Linked DNA regions of Mus musculus: all the other regions are linked to region 1. The links are chromatin contacts, called in public ChIA-PET, HiChIP or PLAC-seq and promoter capture Hi-C maps. All regions are on one chromosome and are shown on one strand. The core of a region is the stretch at or near the end of the contact, and the rest is flanking DNA. Distances in the headings are between cores, read along the strand shown.

What was found. Promoter capture Hi-C pulls out the DNA fragments that hold promoters and counts their contacts. ChIA-PET counts read pairs in DNA pulled down with a chosen protein or histone mark. HiChIP or PLAC-seq counts read pairs in DNA pulled down with a chosen protein or histone mark.
Region 2: a contact with region 1 is called in a promoter capture Hi-C map of 3T3-L1-derived adipocytes, with 2.6 times the contacts expected there. The contact joins the promoter of Cela1 here to the promoter of Dip2b in region 1. A contact is called at or near these places in 10 of 39 promoter capture datasets (the 3T3-L1 cell line, 3T3-L1-derived adipocytes, embryonic stem cells and 6 more), 1 of 15 datasets of contacts at CTCF or cohesin (embryonic stem cells), 8 of 484 Hi-C or Micro-C datasets (the G1E-ER4 cell line, the N1E-115 cell line, cerebellum and 3 more), 5 of 115 datasets of contacts at active chromatin or transcription factors (embryonic stem cells, large pre-B cells, pro-B cells and 1 more) and 3 of 9 other capture datasets (embryonic stem cells, liver and pancreatic islet).
Region 3: a contact with region 1 is called in a FOXA1 HiChIP or PLAC-seq map of pancreatic cancer cells. The contact joins the promoter of Tmbim6 here to the promoter of Dip2b in region 1. A contact is called at or near these places in 3 of 115 datasets of contacts at active chromatin or transcription factors (bone marrow-derived macrophages, memory CD8 T cells and pancreatic cancer cells).
Region 4: a contact with region 1 is called in an H3K4me3 HiChIP or PLAC-seq map of stem cell-derived neural progenitor cells, with 8 times the contacts expected there. The contact joins the promoter of Smagp here to the promoter of Dip2b in region 1. A contact is called at or near these places in 5 of 39 promoter capture datasets (embryonic stem cells, hippocampal neurons, liver and 2 more), 1 of 484 Hi-C or Micro-C datasets (embryonic stem cells) and 5 of 115 datasets of contacts at active chromatin or transcription factors (embryonic forebrain, embryonic stem cells, extraembryonic endoderm stem cells and 2 more).
Region 5: a contact with region 1 is called in a promoter capture Hi-C map of pre-B cells, with 3 times the contacts expected there. The contact joins the promoter of Pou6f1 here to the promoter of Dip2b in region 1. A contact is called at or near these places in 3 of 39 promoter capture datasets (hippocampal neurons, pre-B cells and stem cell-derived epiblast-like cells), 1 of 15 datasets of contacts at CTCF or cohesin (embryonic stem cells) and 2 of 115 datasets of contacts at active chromatin or transcription factors (embryonic limb bud and embryonic stem cells).
Region 6: an RNA polymerase II ChIA-PET map of memory CD8 T cells shows a contact between it and region 1, with 207 read pairs. The contact joins the promoter of Tfcp2 here to the promoter of Dip2b in region 1. A contact is called at or near these places in 9 of 39 promoter capture datasets (the 3T3-L1 cell line, 3T3-L1-derived adipocytes, embryonic stem cells and 5 more), 3 of 115 datasets of contacts at active chromatin or transcription factors (memory CD8 T cells and stem cell-derived neural progenitor cells) and 1 of 9 other capture datasets (liver).

The regions. Positions count from the first base shown.
Region 1 is chr15:100,037,246-100,040,105 of GRCm38.p6, reverse strand. Dip2b (disco interacting protein 2 homolog B) reads right to left here and starts at 1,442. Exons shown (of 38, transcript NM_001159361.2): 1 at 1,197-1,442. The coding sequence starts at 1,296.
Region 2 is chr15:100,686,457-100,689,316 of GRCm38.p6, reverse strand. Cela1 (chymotrypsin-like elastase family, member 1) reads left to right here and starts at 1,397. Exons shown (of 8, transcript NM_033612.2): 1 at 1,397-1,463; 2 at 2,110-2,192. The coding sequence starts at 1,424.
Region 3 is chr15:99,391,468-99,394,327 of GRCm38.p6, reverse strand. Tmbim6 (transmembrane BAX inhibitor motif containing 6) reads right to left here and starts at 1,381. Exons shown (of 10, transcript NM_026669.4): 1 at 1,288-1,381.
Region 4 is chr15:100,635,531-100,638,390 of GRCm38.p6, reverse strand. It overlaps Smagp (small cell adhesion glycoprotein), which reads left to right and starts at 1,451. Exons shown (of 4, transcript NM_174992.4): 1 at 1,451-1,832; 2 at 2,136-2,204. The coding sequence starts at 2,171.
Region 5 is chr15:100,598,478-100,601,337 of GRCm38.p6, reverse strand. Pou6f1 (POU domain, class 6, transcription factor 1) reads left to right here and starts at 1,354. Exons shown (of 11, transcript NM_001304965.1): 1 at 1,354-1,575.
Region 6 is chr15:100,550,597-100,553,456 of GRCm38.p6, reverse strand. It overlaps Tfcp2 (transcription factor CP2), which reads left to right and starts at 1,449. Exons shown (of 16, transcript NM_033476.3): 1 at 1,449-1,547; 2 at 1,976-2,132. The coding sequence starts at 2,011.

The DNA.
Region 1 (2,860 bases), core at 193-2,692:
TATCACCGGGCAAGCAACCCAAAGGTTTCCTATCTTCCTAAACGCTTCCCCACTGATTAATTGAAAAGTAATATGTTGATAATTGCATGCAGGTGAAAAGATCACCACCCTACACATTGGGAAAGCCTTAAAGGGTTATTAAAATTAATTATTTCCTTCAATCGAGTAAGATCTGTGACACTCAAACGCACTTCTGGCTTTTCACTATAAGTGATTCTCAAAAAGGTTTGAAAAAGCCCAGTGTCGTGACAAGTTAACAAAAAGTCGGAACTAGAACGCTCCTGGGAACTTGATCACATTCCTTACTCTTTTCCAATCAACAGTTTTTAGTGAACTTGAAAAATACTGGGGAGGGTCTTTGGCAAGGAATTCAACAATATGCAACTCTGGAGACATCAGCGAAGTGTACGGAAACCAAGCGCGGAGAAAATGCTGCTTTTGTTCAGAGGCCGCCTGCGATAAAAACAGGAACTTTACAGAGAAGCTGATCTCCACAGCACATTCGCCTGACCACATGCCCACAGCCGGCATTGAGGTCCTCATTGTTATCCAAGGCACTTCTCTTGTAACAGAGCCCAGATTTAGTCCATGTTTGAAATTATCTACACAAACCCAACCCTCCCTGTACCAATCCATTGTCAAAAGAAAGAGGGTGCCGGCCAGGATTTGCATGTACCCGGTAGCCACCTCTACAAAGACTCCAAAAGGTGACCAGATAGGAAAACCTAGACTGAATGCAGGTGGCAAGAAAAGCCTGCTGCTCCCAAGGACAGAGGCGGTCTAGAGGCAGCGGATCGGGGGGTCTCTGGGTTAGCGCCACCGCTTCCGACCTCCCTCGGACCCTCAATGGCTCCCCCGCTCCTTTCTCACGCCTGTCACTGGTGAGGCACCTCGCATTGTTAGAGAAGCAGGAAGACGTGCAGCTGCGGCGTCCCCCTGCGCCTCGTTCTGAAGCCGGAGCGAGGGGACAGGCGAGCGGCCCTTCGGGAGCAAGGCAGCAGAGGGGCAAGGTGTCAGCCGGAGGGCGCAGCTTTGTCTCCAGCTGACCCGTCCCCGGGTCCTGCGGGGCCCCCCAGGGACAACAATGAAAGCCCAGCCGCGCTTCGCGGGTGGGGAGCGGCGAGCCCCGCCAGCCCAGCCGCCCACAGGCCGCCGCCCGCTCGCCCGCTCGCCCGGCCCGCCGCGCGCTCGCCTACCCTCAGACAGCTCCAGCTCCAGCTCAGCCAGCTGCGCCCGCACCTCGGGGGGCAGCGCGGCCACCGCGGCCGGCGACGGCTCCAGGCCTCGCTCCGCCATCGCGGCTGCGCCAGCCACACTCCGGAAGACGAGAGGGGGCCGAAGGAGGGACGGACTGACGCGGGCCCACACCCCGGCTACAGGATCCGGCTCCAGCCGCCGAGAGCCGCCGGCGCTGCCGCTGCCGCCGCCGCCGCCGCCGCCATGAGCGAGGGTCACGTGAGCGTGCGGCCCCGCCCCCCGGCCTGGAGCTCGTCCCGCCCCGGAGACGCAGGACGGGCGTGGCTACAGCGCCCTCTACCGCGGATCTTGGAGAGCGCAGGCTGCCGTCGCCTGCTCTGCTCTCCTTGGGAAGATGCGGCACCTGCTGCATATGACGCCTACCTTCCACAAACTCTCAAGCAAGAGGACTCCGGGACGTTGCCCTTACTTCTTCCAGTCCCTCTCACTCGGGAGAGCATGCATCTGTCATGTCTTTTCCCCCATTTTCCCTGATGGACCTGCCTACAGGCCACATCCTTCATCTACCCCAGATTCTGGATTATGCCTGCCAACAACTCTTTGATTTCTTTTTCGGTGCTTCTTGTAATCCCAGCACTCAGGAGGTGGAAACCGGAGGATCTGAAGTTCAAGGTCATTCTCTCCTCAGTGAGAGCCAGCCTGGGCTACATGAGACCTGTCTCAAAACACAAGAAAAAAGATCACAGTCGAACTTGCTTCATCTTGCCTTGACTCCTAAAGACTTATAAAAAGAACTTCTGTGGGAATAGGGGTTGGGGACATGGTTTCATTGTTACAATCGCTGGCTGCTTCTGCAGAAGGCCTAAGCTCAGTTCTCAGCACTGGGCGTCTAATGCCAGCTTGAGGACCTCTGCAGACCTCTACACACACGGCTACATACACCGCATTCGGTATAATGGTGCACGCCTTTTATCCCAGCACACAAGAGGCAGAAGCAGGCTAATCTCTGAGTTTGAGGCCAGCCTGGTCTACATAGTGAATTCCTATTCAGCCAGGGCTACACAGTTAAGACCCTGTCTGGAGGAGCGAGGAACGGAGAGGGGAGGGGGAGGAGAGGAAGAGGAAGAGGAAGAGGAAGGGGAAGAGGAAGGGGAAGGGGAAGAAGAGGAGGAGGAGGAGGAGGAGGAGGAGGAGGAAGAAGAAGAAGAAGAAGAAGAAGAAGAAGAAGAAGAAGAAGAAGAAGAAGAAGAAGAAGAAGAAGAAGAAGAAGAAGAAAGAAAGAAAGAAAGAAAGACATCTCTTTATGCAGTCTTGCCTGACCTGGAACTCTCTACTCAACCGACAAAGGACAAAGATCCACTTTCATCTGCCTCCTTGCTGAGTGTTGGAATCAAAGACGTGCCCTAGCTTGATGGGGAGTTGGGGATAGCTTTTTTTTTTTTTTTTTTAGCCACCTCAGTATGTAACCTATATGTAGTCCAAAAGTACTCATTCTAGTTTAGTATATATAAGGAAGGCCAAAAAAAAAAAATCCCTGTATTCTTTTTCCCCTCTTTTATTATTATTATTTTCTTTATTTACATTTCAAATTTTACATTCCTGTATTCTTACCAAAAACTATTAAGATCTTTATTTTACATTGTAACTTTTGTGTTTAGTATTG
Region 2 (2,860 bases), core at 148-2,647, 650 kb before region 1:
GAGGAGGAGAAGGAAGACAAGAAGGAGGATGAGGAGGACGAGGAGGACGAGGAGGATGAGGATGAGGAGGCCTGGTTTCCCCAGCCAGCTCATCCCTCTCCCTGAGATCACCTCTGTTTCTGGATGCTTGAAGGTGAGCTGCAGATGGAGCCACTCAAGTTACCTGGGCATTGACTCTCCTGAAGGCTCAGGGGACAGATTTCCTATAAGCCTTTTCCCCAGCCTCTCCCAACCCTGCAGCCCCAAAACCTGGACTCCGGTTCAAAGGTAACTAGGGTCCCGGGGAAGCCTGGCAGCTTCTGAGCTACTGTTCCCACAGTCCTCTGCTCTGAGGCCGGCCATCTTGTGCCCCGCTCATGGCCCTCTATACTCTCTGGGGCATACCACCCTCTGACCTCCTTCTTCTGCTGGTCCTTCCCCTGCTGTGCTCTCAGCCCTCCTGCTCACATGCTCTTGCCCTGAGAGTAGCTTCCCTCTGGAACCTTTCCAGACCTGTTTCCTCTTCATAGCATCATCTTCGCTCTGTTCCTGGGTTTCAGCCTACATCTCTGTGCTGTGGACAAACCCATCTCCCTCTTTGGACATAGAGAAGGTGCCATGCCTCACCTGCTCCCCAAACCCCAATCCCTACGTGCACAGGACAGGTCTCTGTATGTATAGTGCCACAGTGGACAGTGGGACAGTGGTGGGTGATGGGAGAGATTCGGACAACACGGGGCACATATGACCAAAAAAAGCAATCCTCATTCTTCATCTTGAATTAAAAAAAAAAAAAAAAGATTTATTTATTTTATGTAAGTACACTGTAGCTGACTTCAGATGCACCAGAAGAGGGCATCAGATCCCATTACAGATGGTTGTGAGCCACCATGTGGTTGCTGGGAATTGAACTCAGGACCTCTGGAAGAGCAAGCAGTCAGTGCTCTTAACCTCTGAGCCATCTCTCCAGTCCCATTTTGAATTTTTTATTATTGTGTTTACCTATCTATGTGTTTGTGGTGTGTCCATGTGTGCATGAGGGCATGCGTGTGGCAAGCAGGGGACAACTCGCAGGAATCCATCCACTCTTCCACCATGTGAGTTGCGAGGATTGAACGTAGGTGGTCAGCTTGGTGGCAAACGGCTTCACCCTCTCAGCCATCTCGAAAGCCCGCTAAGGATTTGCAGGCTGCGTCTCAACTGAGGTCAACTCAGTTGACTTGGGTTAAGTGGATGCCGTCCTTGTTCTGTCTTTGAATATCAGATAAATGAGTTGACTTAAAATTTTGTTCATTTGTACTTTCATGTCACCTGCGCTTTTCCCTGCCTTCTACCCATGGCCCTGCCCAGCTGGCAGGAGGAAGGTCAGCAAAGCTGCTGATAAGAGGCGTATAAAGAGGGCTCGGTTCATGGCAAGGGGACAGTGGTCTACTCTCTCCACAACATGTTGCGCTTCCTGGTGTTTGCTTCCCTGGTCCTGTGTGGTAAGTGGATCATTTGGCCCAAGTTCTGAGGGAGGTGGACTTGAGCAGGGAGGATCATAAAGTCTCTACGCCCTGGCTGGCTTTCTATCTCAGAGGAAGGCAGAAAGCTGTGTCTGTCAGCCTAGCAAAAGCCTTACTCTCCTTGAGCAAAGGACAGGCGCTGAGGCGCACTGCCTGGCCTTGCAGGAGGTTGAGTCAAGAGGCAGAGAAGGAGCCCCTTGGGAGTTCCCCACCAGCCCTCTTGGCTGCAAGATGCCCAGACACTGCTTGATTGGATGCACACTGCTCCTGGAGAATCCTCCTGAAGCCCGGGAGGGGTTTCCTTCAGCTGAGCGGTGGCCTTGAGTGGGGGTGAGCCTAGGCACCAGTGGACCCTAGCTTAGTGGTTTGGGCAGGACTTTCATGGCAAGGGAAAATGACACCCCAGACACTTCAGACACCCCAGAGGAAAAGAAAGCACTCTGAGGCACTGTTTTCAAAAGAAGCAAAAGGGGCACAGATGACTCAGAACTGGCCCCTCAGTGTTTTGGGGGAGAGCAGTAAATCTGCAGACAAAGCTAACAGTCTTCACAGTGTAGCTGCCTCGCCCCACCCCCCACCCGGCCAGACCCACGCTTAGTCATCACTCGCTCTCTGCCCCACAAAGGACACAGTACCGAGGACGTTCCGGAAACTGACGCCCGCGTGGTTGGAGGGGCTGAAGCCCGGAGGAACTCTTGGCCGTCTCAGGTGGGTGTTGCTCTAGCCCAGGCTTTTACCCAAACAAAAGATGCTGTGCATCACACACCCCCAAAAATGTATTTTAGGTGTATATGTGTTTTTACCAGCAGGCAGCTCACTTGCTGTCTAATTCTAGATTTTAACCATGTGTGGAACAAGACTGAGGTGGGAGTCTAAATACAAAATGATTGGGGGCGGGGGATGAATTTATATACCAGTCTTGTGGTCATAGACTCTCAAACGTGTGTGTGTGTGTGTGTGTGTGTGTGAGAGAGAGAGAGAGAGAGAGAGAGAGAGAGAGAGAGAGAGAGAGAGACAGAGAGAGAGAGATAGAGAGAGAGAGAGACACACACAGAGAGAGACACAGAGACACAGAGACACAGACAAAGTGCCAGACTGCCACAGCACAGAAGGTTGCTAACCTTCCACCATGTTTGTGGCGTGGCCTTTCATGTTTCTGCCGCTCCGCTGTATGCTGCATACCATGCTGGTGCCAACCCCTCACCCGCCTCACTGAACTCCCCAAGCTTCTGGGTCACTCTCCGGTCTGCACCTCCCGCCTCACCAGAGAGTGCTGGGAACCCCAGATGCTTTCCACAGCATCCAGGCTTTTGTTTGTTGTTTGCTGACAGGGTCTTGCCAGGCAGCCCTGGCTGGCCTGGAACTGGCTAGGCAGA
Region 3 (2,860 bases), core at 132-2,631, 650 kb after region 1:
GTTACAGGCTGTGTTTCTCAAGGACTCCAGACACTCTCTACTAGGGGAAAACTGAGGGGAATCTAAATGTCCACTTGTTCAAGTCAAAGCAGAAAACAAATTAGACAATAAAGAAACACCAAAGAAAATAAATGTAGCAACTACTGACTTAAGTGTGTTAGCAGAAGGCATGAAAACGTGATTGGGCAATTCAGGGACTTCCTGAATCATACCTCTCTCTTAAGATACCCATACAGCCACAAGGTAAACCACATACAAATATTAATAAGTAACTACAAAGTCTGGCATTGACCTTCAGCCTTCAAATTCCTGTCTGTGTTTCAGGCAGTCAGCTCGTCCGAAGTGTTACACATTCACAGGTAGTTTGTGTAACTGGAGAGTCTCAAGTTCAAAGTGGTTTTGTTGTTTGGCCAACACAAGCCTGGTTGGACAGGCAAAGCAACCTGGCCTGGCACCAGACAACTTGTTTTTGTTTTTGTTGTTTAAAAAAAAAGAAAAGGAAAGAAACGAAGGCAGGCAAGCCAAAGCCTACTTATCAGTCAGTCCAAGAAAAACAGTACCCATCGCCGCCCTTCCGGGGCAGACTCTGGAACTCACCCAGGGTTCAGGACGAAGCAATCAAGGCCACCTCACCTGTCCAGAGGCAACCAATCAGATCAGAGTGGGGCTGCTCCGTGGGCCTGGGGAGCCAGGCTAAGCCCGGGGCTTCTCACCTCGGCCTCTACCATTGGCTTCTAAGTAACTAAGGAATCTCGAGTGTCATAAAGAAGTGTGACATCACCTGGCCCGCCGTGACAGGGCAGCCTTATAACCAGGCCTACCTCAAGTCCCCAACCCCGACGGCTCACCCAGGCGAGGCAGAGGAACCCGAGAAGGAACAGCCGAGAGGCGATCGCAGGGTGGGGCGGGGTGACCACAACGACACAGCTTTCTCTTTCGTTTACCTCAAAGTCAGGGGTGGGGGACCCGTCCCGAATTCAAGCCCTGAACTCGGCTGAGGGTGGAAGGGACGCAAGCGAGGGTCGCTAAGAGGCCTGCCTTCGCCACAGACACAGGTCCAACTGCCCGGGAGACCCCGCAGACTCGCCCCCGCCGGCGCTGCTGCGCATGCGCGGCATTAGTTCCTCCGCGTCCCTCCCCGCCCAGCTTTCCTTCGATCTCGACGCAGAACAGGCCGGGTTGCCTAAGGAGCTGATCCGTCCGAAAACGGAAGCTACTACCCTCTCCCGCGCTTGCTCCCTCCCTATCCCTCACTCCGGGTTTGCCCGATCCTAGTTTCGCACGTACCTTCTCAGCCCACCTCTCCGGAGCTTCCCTGCTCTGCTAAAACCGGATGTGCTCTGAGTCTCCGGGGGTTGGCGCTGGAAGTCTACCCACACCCGCCCCCTAGGGAAACCCCGCCCTCAGACCTGCCCAGGCGAGTTCTCATTGGCCCCCGGCTGCACTGCTCCTGTCCGTTATCTGCACGTTCATAAACAGCAGCCGCTTTCGTCAGAGTCATTGGCTAATACCCCTGTCAATCAAGACTGTAGCCACCAACCCGCACCTTAGCAATAGGCCTCCGCCTTCTTCCCCCTACATAGGAAGGATGGACGTCGGGCTTCAGACCCATGGAGTAGGAAAAGTGAAATGGGGCGTGTCAGGCTTAGACCGTTGTCATGTGAGACCACCCACCCATGACACTAAAATGTCCCAAGATGCTGGTTTTAAGCCTCTCATGGGATGGTAATGAAGGAAAGCGAGGCAGCTCTCCCTGGGATCTCTGTTTTGTTTTTTGAGACAGGGTTTCTCTGTCCTGGCCTTCCTGGAACTCACTCTGTAGACCAGTCTCTTAAGTGCTGGGATTAAAGACATACGCCACCGACACCCGGCTTTCTCGAGACCTTTTAACATTGAATATAATGGCGCTTACGCTTCAGAGCACCTTTGAAGGGCCAGCCATTCTACAGGGACCCAGGGACCCCAGCCTGGAGGGTCTGAGGCTACCCGGTAGCTCAGGAGCCCCAAGCAAACTGGCTACAGAGACCACAACCACCTGCATGGAAGTGAGTGGTTTTTGGTAGTTACCCAAGGCCCTGCAAGTCAGGTGTAACGGCCTCAAAGACCTGGTCTTGCAATCCTAACCAGCTCTTTAGAGACCTGGCCAAGGGCGGTCAAAGAGCAGGTGGTTCCCTGGCTCGCCACGTCCCTTAGGGCGTGTTCCCTAGTTGGAGCATAACCTAGTTGGAAGGAGCTGTGAAGCTAATTTTAAAAGAGAGAAAAAAACCAAAAACCAGGAGCCTTTATTTTCTTATTTTTATTTTTTGTGGCCTATGCTTTTAAAAATCAATTTCACAACTCATTAGTACTGTCTGAAATCACAAGTATAGAATGGGTTCCAGCTGGATCCTGGGTAGTTGAGGGCTGCATGCTGAATTAGGGCCCTGAAGGACTCCAGAGTGAGGCAGCCTGAGGAGTGTGTAGAGGAAAGGTGGAAGACCATCTGAGCCTCTCAGTTCTGCTTCCAGCAAAGCCCTTAGGGCTGACCATGGTTTGGGCCAAGGTAACTTTTACCTACTACACACTCAGGAGGTAGAGGCGAGCAGATCGCTGGTCTGAGAGCAGCCTGGTCTATAGAACGAGTTCCAGAACAGCCAGAAATACCCAGAGAAAGCACGGAGAAACGGGGTTGGGGGTTGGGCAGATCAGAGACAGAGACACTAGAGACAGAGAGGAGGAGGAGGGGATCGAATGGGAGGAGGTGGAGGTGGAGGTGGAGGTGGAGATGGAGATGGGGGGGGGGGGGACCAAGTAAGCCTGCACTCTGGAGGTGGAGGCTAGAGGATCTGAAGTTTCTGGACAGTCTGAACTAAGGACATCG
Region 4 (2,860 bases), core at 202-2,701, 600 kb before region 1:
GAAAGGGCCCACATGCTTGGGTAGTGTGGACAGTCTCAGCCGGGAACTGAACAGTTGGCCCAGACATCATCCAGGAAAAAGGCAAGGACACAGAACACGGCCACCCCAGTAGAAGCACAAGGAAGCCAATAAAGCCAGGCGAAGATAAATGTCACCTGTCTCTTGTCTGCCCTGAGGTCCCTAGAGGTCTGTTGACAAAAGCATGGCTGCTTCAGTTTCCGAGGCTTAAGTTTCACTCTTGGAGAAGACTGGCTGTCCATGTGAGACCGTGTCCATCATCGATTCACTTGACTCCTTATGGAGGTCTGACACAGACGCATCCTGAGTCCCTGCTCCCCAGACTCTGGACAGTGTTGACAGGCTGCGTCTGGGTATAGACTGGGTGTCATGTGCCAACCTGTCGTGCCAGCAATACCAAAGCTGAGGCAGTGGGTCCTAACCTGAGGCCAGCTTGTGGTTTCTGGGAAACTCAGTTGTTAGCTTTACAAGGCAGTTAGGTATCTTCACTGACTAAGCTTTCTCATCAGCCCCAGCAAAGTTTTAAGTGAGCCTGCCGGTGCCGGTGGAGGCCAGAAGAGGGCATCAAGATCTCCTGAAACTGAATCACAGGACGTTGTGAACTACTGGGAGCCTTTCTCCAGCTAACCCCTCTCCCCCCCTCCCCCGCCCCCCAAAGCAACTTTTAAAGGTTATATTTTAAAGAAAAAAAAAAAAAAAGACATGAAAGCCAAGTGTGGTTGGTCAGGTCCGACCCTCAGTGAGCTACCCAGGTAACCTGGCCAGTGTTTTTTGAGCACATTATCATGTGCTAGGTGAGGTTCTAGGCAACTCATTGGAGCTCCGCAATAACCCTAACCCTGAGTTCACACAGCTTTGCCCAAAGAATCAGAAGTAACCTGCGCTAGCTTACACAGCGGGACCACCTCCAGAGCCTGTTATATAGAATTATTGCCTCTTAGTCAACGAGTTCCTCTAGTTAATTTGGGAGCATTTCCTGTCACTGACGTGAGTCCAACTGCTGCTAAAGTACAGCACTGATGAATATTTAAATCAAGGCGCTTGCCTCGGGCTAGGACCAAGGCTGTAAAACGGCCTTACGGGAATTGCCACTTTCAGTCCCCATTTTAGGGATGAGGAAACCGACTACTGAGGTGTTCAGGAATGTGCCCACAGCCACCCAGCTGGCAAGCACTTACGCTGGAGCTTTTAATCCTAAACAGCCCACAGCCACACCTCCTACCCTCTCCACGCTCCACCGCCTCCTGGGAAGGTCGCACGCGGAAGGTCCAGGTGGCCCCGGGAGGTGCTCGGCTAAGTCGCCCCGAAGTCGCGGACTCCAGAGGGCCCACGCGTGACTGAGCTCCCGCGGGACACGCCCCTCGCTCGCCCTACAGCTGGCGCTGCCGACCCCGGCCGAGCCCGGCACGGGGGCGGAGCGGCTCCGGACAGTGGCCTTTCCTCCCGGGGGAACCTGCTGAGGGCGGCCCCGAGCTCCTTCCTGTCCCTCCCACCGCGGTCCGGGCTCGGCGGCCGCTCGGCGCGGGGTCCCGGGCGCGGCTCCGGCGACTCTCGGCCGCTCCCACCCCGGCGAGTTCAAAAGGACGCGCGGCGCCCGGCCCTGCCCGCCCGTCGGACTGGAAAGGTGAGCGCGCTGCGCGGAAGCCCGGAGCCCGCACTCGGCCGCCGCGCGCCTGCGACCTGACCCGCACGGGTACTGCGCGGCTGCAGGGACACTCGACGGCCAGGGCGCGGGCCCGGGGCACGCGGGATCCCCGGGGAGCGGGGCGCACCCAGCGGACGGCTCGGCGGGGCTCCTGGCCCTGGAAGCCCAGGTAATGCAGGTGGCTAAGGGACCCGGATCGCTCATGGGCGCAACCGGGCCGACCCTTGCTTAACTTTCCCAGGCCTGGGGAAAGGGTCACCAACGCCACCCATTCCCCGACCCTGCGACCAGGGTCAGCTCTTGGGGGAAGGATTTGTTTATGGAAGCTGATTAGAACCGAAAGGAAGAGAGTGGATATATCCAGGGGAAGGGACTCGGGGAAAACCTGGCGCCCGAGGCTCTCCTGGGATCTACAAGCCCTGCGACCTCAGGAGCCCGTCCACCTCATTCTTGTCCGTCCTTCTTCCCACAGATCTGACCCTACGAAATAGCCTGCCCTCAGCAACGATGAACAACCTACCGGCCACACCTTCTCCTGAAGGTAGGTGATGAAAGTTATGGAGTAGGGGGGCTGTTTAAGAATTCCCACCCCAGAACAGGTCTTGGAATTCCGCGAGGCCTCACTCAGTGTAGACTGGAAGACTCACCCATCCCCACCCCACTCCACCCCACCCTACCCCTACCAACCCGCTGTCGGGCCTCACGCAGGAAAAAGCTCCAAGAAAACAGAATTCAACTTCAGTGTGCCCTTTTGCGCTATTTTATTCTCAAGTCTGGACCGGACCAATTCCAAGCACTGCGAGTCACCTGGGTTTAGGAAGTTCTTTGATGCCCAAAGGAGCCATTTTTACATTCACCCCAGTAGTTAAGTAAAGGAGAAAGGGAATCTTCTAAAGATAACCGGGAGGACTCGTGATGTCGCTTAATTGGTAGAGAACTTGAGATGAAACCCATTTTGATGGCTTGTGCCTGCAGTCCCTGCAACTTGGGACGTAGAGGCGGGAGTACCAGAAACTCAAGGTTATCCTCAGCTAAATAGTGAATTTAAGTCTAGCCTGGGCTAGAGGGATGTGGGGTGTGTTTAAAAATTCTAGGAGCCAGGTGGTGAATTGAGTCTCACCTTTCCTTTCCTAATCAGGCTGGTTCTGGCGCGCTGACGGATATTTACATATTAATTGGTTTCACCTTGTGCCAGCC
Region 5 (2,860 bases), core at 105-2,604, 560 kb before region 1:
TTCAGGCTGCATCCTAATTCACAGGTTCATTCGGTTTGCTGCCTCTCCAGCAGCCGGTCCTACAGGTGGGACGGTGCCCGGCTCAGGCTACCTCTGTTTGTAAAACTAAACTGTATCGTTTGCCTAGACCGCAAATGGATGGACGCGCTGGGATAAAACCCCAAGCTTTCTGGTTCTTGACCCTTTAGTTAGTCTCACCCGCAGTGCCTCCTCCATGGCCCCAGGAAAACAGCGGACAGCCCAGCTCTGCGGCACCAGTAGCCAGCATGATGCAGGCAGCCTGGAGTGTACCTGTTGGTCAAACCCAGCCGATGCTGCTCCCCTCTCCTCCTGAGTGTGTGCTTCCACTGGAGACGTTTAAGGGACTGTCTGGCAAGGGCTCTACAGTTCATCATTTCTCCTATTGCTGCTTCTGCACGGCCTACCGAGATCATCCTAGACCACGGAAGCACGGGTGTGGGGTGAGGGCGAAGAGGGAAACACTGTTGGGAATCCACTTGGCTGCGTTGATAACGCTCTTCTCTGGTGACTCCCTTCATTCTTTCTCGCTCTCCTGGTCTTCCTTCTTTTGTCCATTATGTCCCAAACCTTCGTTCCCCTGGCCCCTAATCGGCCTCTGAGTCTCCCTCTACCTTCAAAAGTCAGTAGATATAACAAACCCTCCCCACCATCACGGTCCCCAAAACAGTGGCTTGTTTTTCTCCATCGCGTCAAACTTTGCCTTTCTTTTCACACCTTCGTGTGCTGCTTGACTAGCCCGCAGGCTGCAGGTGGGACCCCGCCCCTCCTGAAGGTGGGAAAGCGAGCTAGCTCAGCAGAGCGTCCGGGACCCTGGTCCCTCTGGGATGTGCACAGCTGCTCCGGAGACCCTGAGCCTTAGTGACGTCCGAGTTCCCTCTCCTTTACGGCCTAGAGGACAGACGTGAACTTGAGGTTGGCCGTTGAGAAGGGCAGTTGACCACCAGAGAGTCACGGTTGTCACTGCTCAATCCTCGGCTGAAGGGAAGGCGACACGGGGTCCCCTATCGAGACTCCAGTCCTGCTCTCCAAGGGGGCTGAGTCAAGCGGCCCCACAGGCCCTGGGTCCCAGTCCCCGCGAGGCCTGGGGTTCCTACCCACCCCCACGCGCAGCTCGCAGCTTCCCAGACCCCCCCTCCTTTTCCTGACCGCCGCCCCCGGCGGCTGGCGCGGGAGGTGCAGCATGCGGCAAAGCGCTTTGCATAAATTATGCTCATGACGCAGCAGCTAAAAAAATCCAAGTAGCAGAAGGAGGGAAAGGGGGGGAGGGAGGAGGGGGCGAGGAGGGGACTGCACCTGGCCGCCCCCGCCCCCGGCGTCCCGGCCCGTGCGTGGCCCGCAACCCACCGCCGCTCCGCTCTGCCAGCCCCGGCGGGGGGCTCAGGGGGCGGCGGGTCCCGAGTGGCTCCGGGCCGAGCGAGCCGGGCCGAGCCGCTCCGGCTTCTTTGTCTGCGGGCGGCCGCCCCGGCCGCGGCCCCCTGGCCCGGGCTGGGGGATGAGTGTCTAGCCGGTGGCCGCTGGGCAGCCGGGGAGCGGGAGGCTGGGCTTCGGGCTCCGGTGAGTAGCGGGGTCCGGGGCGGGGAGGGCTTTGCACGGAGGGGGAGGGGGCCGGGCAGGGGAGGTTTCGAATTTGGTTAATATGCAATGCCCGTAATTAGCATAATTTATATATTTATGATAAAGAGAGAAAAAGGCGCGGGGCCGGGGCGGCGGGCTGCGGCCCCGGAGGCTGGAGCTCTGGGAGTCGAGGGCCGCGCTCTGCCCACCTGGGGCCGCAGACCCCGGGCCGCACCCTGGTCTCCGGTCCCCGCGGACACTCGAGGAGGGGCGGCCGCTTGGGTGGACGCCCTGCCCTGGTGGGGGGCGGGGTGTCGGGGAGAGGCACGTAGAGTCCTGGATCCCGGGACGCTTGGGTTCCCTGGCGACCTGTCACCGCTACTCCGGAGAAAGGGCTGGTGGGACTCTGGGGGGCAGAGACCTCGCTGTCACTGGAAGGATGGGGGAATGGTGGGAGGGTCACCGTCGATCAGAGCGTGAGCACTTCATAAATATTTAATGACAGTATTAGTATTAATAATGTCATAAAACGGGCCCACTATCTCCTCCCGGGACATTTGCACCTGGCAAGGCTGAGGGATCTCCAGAGTGGCTTCTAAGCCACTTCAGCGCTAAGATCGCCTCCTCGGGCTTGGGTGGGAAGCCTGAAACCTTTACAGAGTAGTCGCTGCAGCTGGGCAGGAGAAAATGAAAGCCTGCTCAAAAGCTTCCCTAGGCCAAAGACAGGAAGCTCCTAGCAGACACAGAGACTGTAGCCTGTTGGCTCCCTGGCATTCCTTGCTCACAAAATAGAAGGCGGGGCCCCCAGTTCCATGCATATATACCCGTCGCTTTGGTAATCTACGACAGTCAACACTGCAAACCGGCATGCTGGGCGTGTATTCCGTTTTGATTGAAGTTTGTGAGCAGGATATTTCTGTGACTCGGGGGCCTCTTTACATATGTAAAGCAGAATCACATTCATTCCTTCTATGGTACTTCAATAAAAAAAAATCAGTGTGCGAGAGCCGCACTCAGACAAAGCCCCACCTGTCCTGGAAGGAGCAAGACAAACAAACTCGGAAAAAAACAAAAAAAAAAAAATCAGATCAGGTAAAGCCAGAGAGAGAGAAACAGAGAAGACACGCTGGTTTCTGTTTCTTCCTAGAGGCACTAACTATTTGGCAACTAAGAAAAGTAAAACTGTTGATGCACAGCTGTAACCCCAGCAGCCAGGTGTGAAACTGCAGCCGGAGGATCAAAGACTAAAGCTTGATAGTGAGACTGGGCCTTAAAAACTCAAGGC
Region 6 (2,860 bases), core at 200-2,699, 510 kb before region 1:
TGTGTCTGCCTCCTAGATTCAGGGATTAAAGATGTAAGCCACCATACCAAGTCATTTCCCTATCTCTCCTGAGGTAGAAACTCAGTGGGAGAAGTAGTTATATACAAATCTAAGTCAAAGCAGACTATAAGGATATTGTGTTGGCATACAGAACGAAGCACACTTCCACAGACAGGGGATGTCTTTGGCCGGCAGAGGCATGTTTATCATGACAATTTAGTTCTAGCCTTACCTTTCTGTTTGGTAAAATAAGTGACATTTACCTTTAGAATTTTTTTTTTTTTAAGATGGGAGGCAGAGGCAGGCAGATCTTTTGACTTCAAGGCCAGTCTGGTGACCTAAGGACCCTAGTGGTATACAGAGTTCCAAGACAGCCCAGGCGACAAAAAGAACCCTGTCTCAACAAACGAGCAAACAATGACTAGAGATGCTAGGTAGACCTGGCTGTTATGGAAATTGCTATGTAGTCTAGACTGTTCTTGAACTTGTGGAGATCCTTCTGCCTCAGCCTACTGAGTGCTAGGTTTTTAGGAACACACAATGCCCTTTTAGGAAGGGATTACAACCCTGTCTTGAGGACTTCTGCAATACTGTTCATAGCATACAGGTATTTTGCCCGTGCTTAATTTTAAAAATGGCCGTAATTAATCCTCAGGAGCAAGGTGGAGGAGGTATGATTTCACCTCCTGCTCCAGGGTCTTCATTATCTAGCCCTGGCTCACCTGGAAATCAGATCTGCCTGCCTCTGTCTCTGGAGTGCTGGGATCAAAGGCATGAACCACTATGCCTGGCTATGGTTGTTCTTGATTTACAGTTTAGTAAATTCAATCTCTTGGAGAATACTCTTAAGTTATCATACTATAAATAAAGATGCCAGCTCTGACTTTGCTCTGCAGATTTTTCCCCAACACTCATTCATCATTGCCTAAAACAAACAAAAACAAAACATCAAAGAACCAACCAAACAGAAACAAAACAACAAGCAAGGTGTAGTGTGCACGCTTTTGATCCTAGCACTCAGGCTGGGGGTGTGGATCTCTCAGTTCTGGGTCAGCTAAAGTTACCTAAAGACCCCGTCTGAACATCAACAAAAACCCCAATAGTTTTCCCTGTTTCCTGCGCGAATGCCTTAGGGAGAAGGGTGAAGATAAGGGAAGGCAAATGGGGAGAGTTTAGGACTGGACACACGGGAACGAAAGTCCCTCCGGGAATGGGAGCGGGAAGCGGAAAGATAGAACCGCAGTTCTGCTCTACTGTCAGGACCGAGAGCCTGCGACCCGGGTTCACGCCTAAGCACTGAGCCCGCCCACTACTCCGGGGGCGGAAGCCTTCGCGTCGATAGCCTATCACCGCTGCGAAGACAGAACCAGTCTCTTCTTCATTGGTAGATGGATGGTGACGTTGCGCCATGGCCGTAGCGGACGTCCTGATTGGTTGGCGCTGGGGGCGGGTTTGCGCTTCGAGTCTGCGCCGAACTTTCGCTGTCCACGCTTCCAGGCGGTCGTGGTGGCTAAGGAGGGTGTGGGGACGGCTCGGAGGAACCCTGGGTTTGTGCTGAGAGCGGAGTGGGGGGGCGGGGAGAAGAATCGGTGACCGGAAGTTATCTGGTTGACCGGAAGCGAGGCCTGAGGGAAAGTGCGGATGCCCGGAGGGAGGAGCTTTCCACCTAGGGGGGCGGAGGGGACGCTCGGAGCGCCCGGTGTCCTGCGCGTCTCCGCTTTGAGGCTGAGCGGAGGACGCCGAGCGACCGACCGGTGGGCTTCAGAGAGCCCGAGTCCGGCTGAGCTCCGGCGGGACCTGGTGCCTCACGATCCCGAGAGCCGAACGGGAGGGATTCCTGTCACCGGGGCTCCCGAGGAGTAGCCAGGGTGCAGCCCGTAGGTCAGGCTTGGGGCGCTGCGCGAGGAGCTGGGTTTGTAGCTGACTTCCACTGTGCTGTCTGCCGGGTAGAGTTACGCTCCGCGCCTTTGTACAGGAGCCGGCGCCTGTTGGGGCAAGGAAGGAGCCGGGATGGCCTGGGCTCTGAAGCTGCCGCTAGCCGACGAAGTGATCGAGTCGGGGCTTGTGCAGGACTTTGATGCTAGCCTGTCCGGCATTGGCCAGGAACTGGGTGCTGGTGCTTATAGTATGAGGTGAGTGAGATGCCTCCCAGACCTTACCTTCTTAATAACAAAGGCAGGATCTTGAAAGGTGGGAGGGCGGCTGTACAGTTTAAGAGAACAGCCTGCAGCTTGGTGGGCAGATTACCCCCCCCCTTACACCTCCCTACCTCCCCCATCCTCTGGTTTGAGTAGTAGTGGTATGGGAGGACAGGAAAGACTCTAGAGTCAACTCTGTAGGGCCCTTGCATCCAGATGGTGTAGGAGACTTGGACACTGACTGTATGCTTGGGTATGTCTGGATTCACGTGAAGAAGGGGCAGTTGAGGGATATCTAAAGAAGTCCGGCAGCTGGGAACTGAGGTTCAAGGTTGACGACTTGTTGGGAAGAGATGGGATACCTTGGACAAGAAGTCCACAGACAGCTGTCTCTTACAACAGACTTGTTTTAAGGTTTTCTTCCAGGGTTCCTGTCTTTGGAAACTTGAGCTGAGAATGTCTAAAAAGTGACAAAGAGGCGCACGCCTTTGATCCCAGCACTCGGGAGGCAGAGGCAGGCGGATTTCTGAGTTCGAGGCCAGCCTGGTCTACAGAGTGAGTTCCAGGACAGCCAGGACTACACAGAGAAACCCTGTCTTGAAAAAACAACAACAACAAAAAAAACCCCAACAACAACAACAAAAAGACAAAAGAAAGACGAGAGTACTAGTGCACAACTGAAATACCAGCACCCAGCACTCAGCAAGAGGGGGATTAGGAGC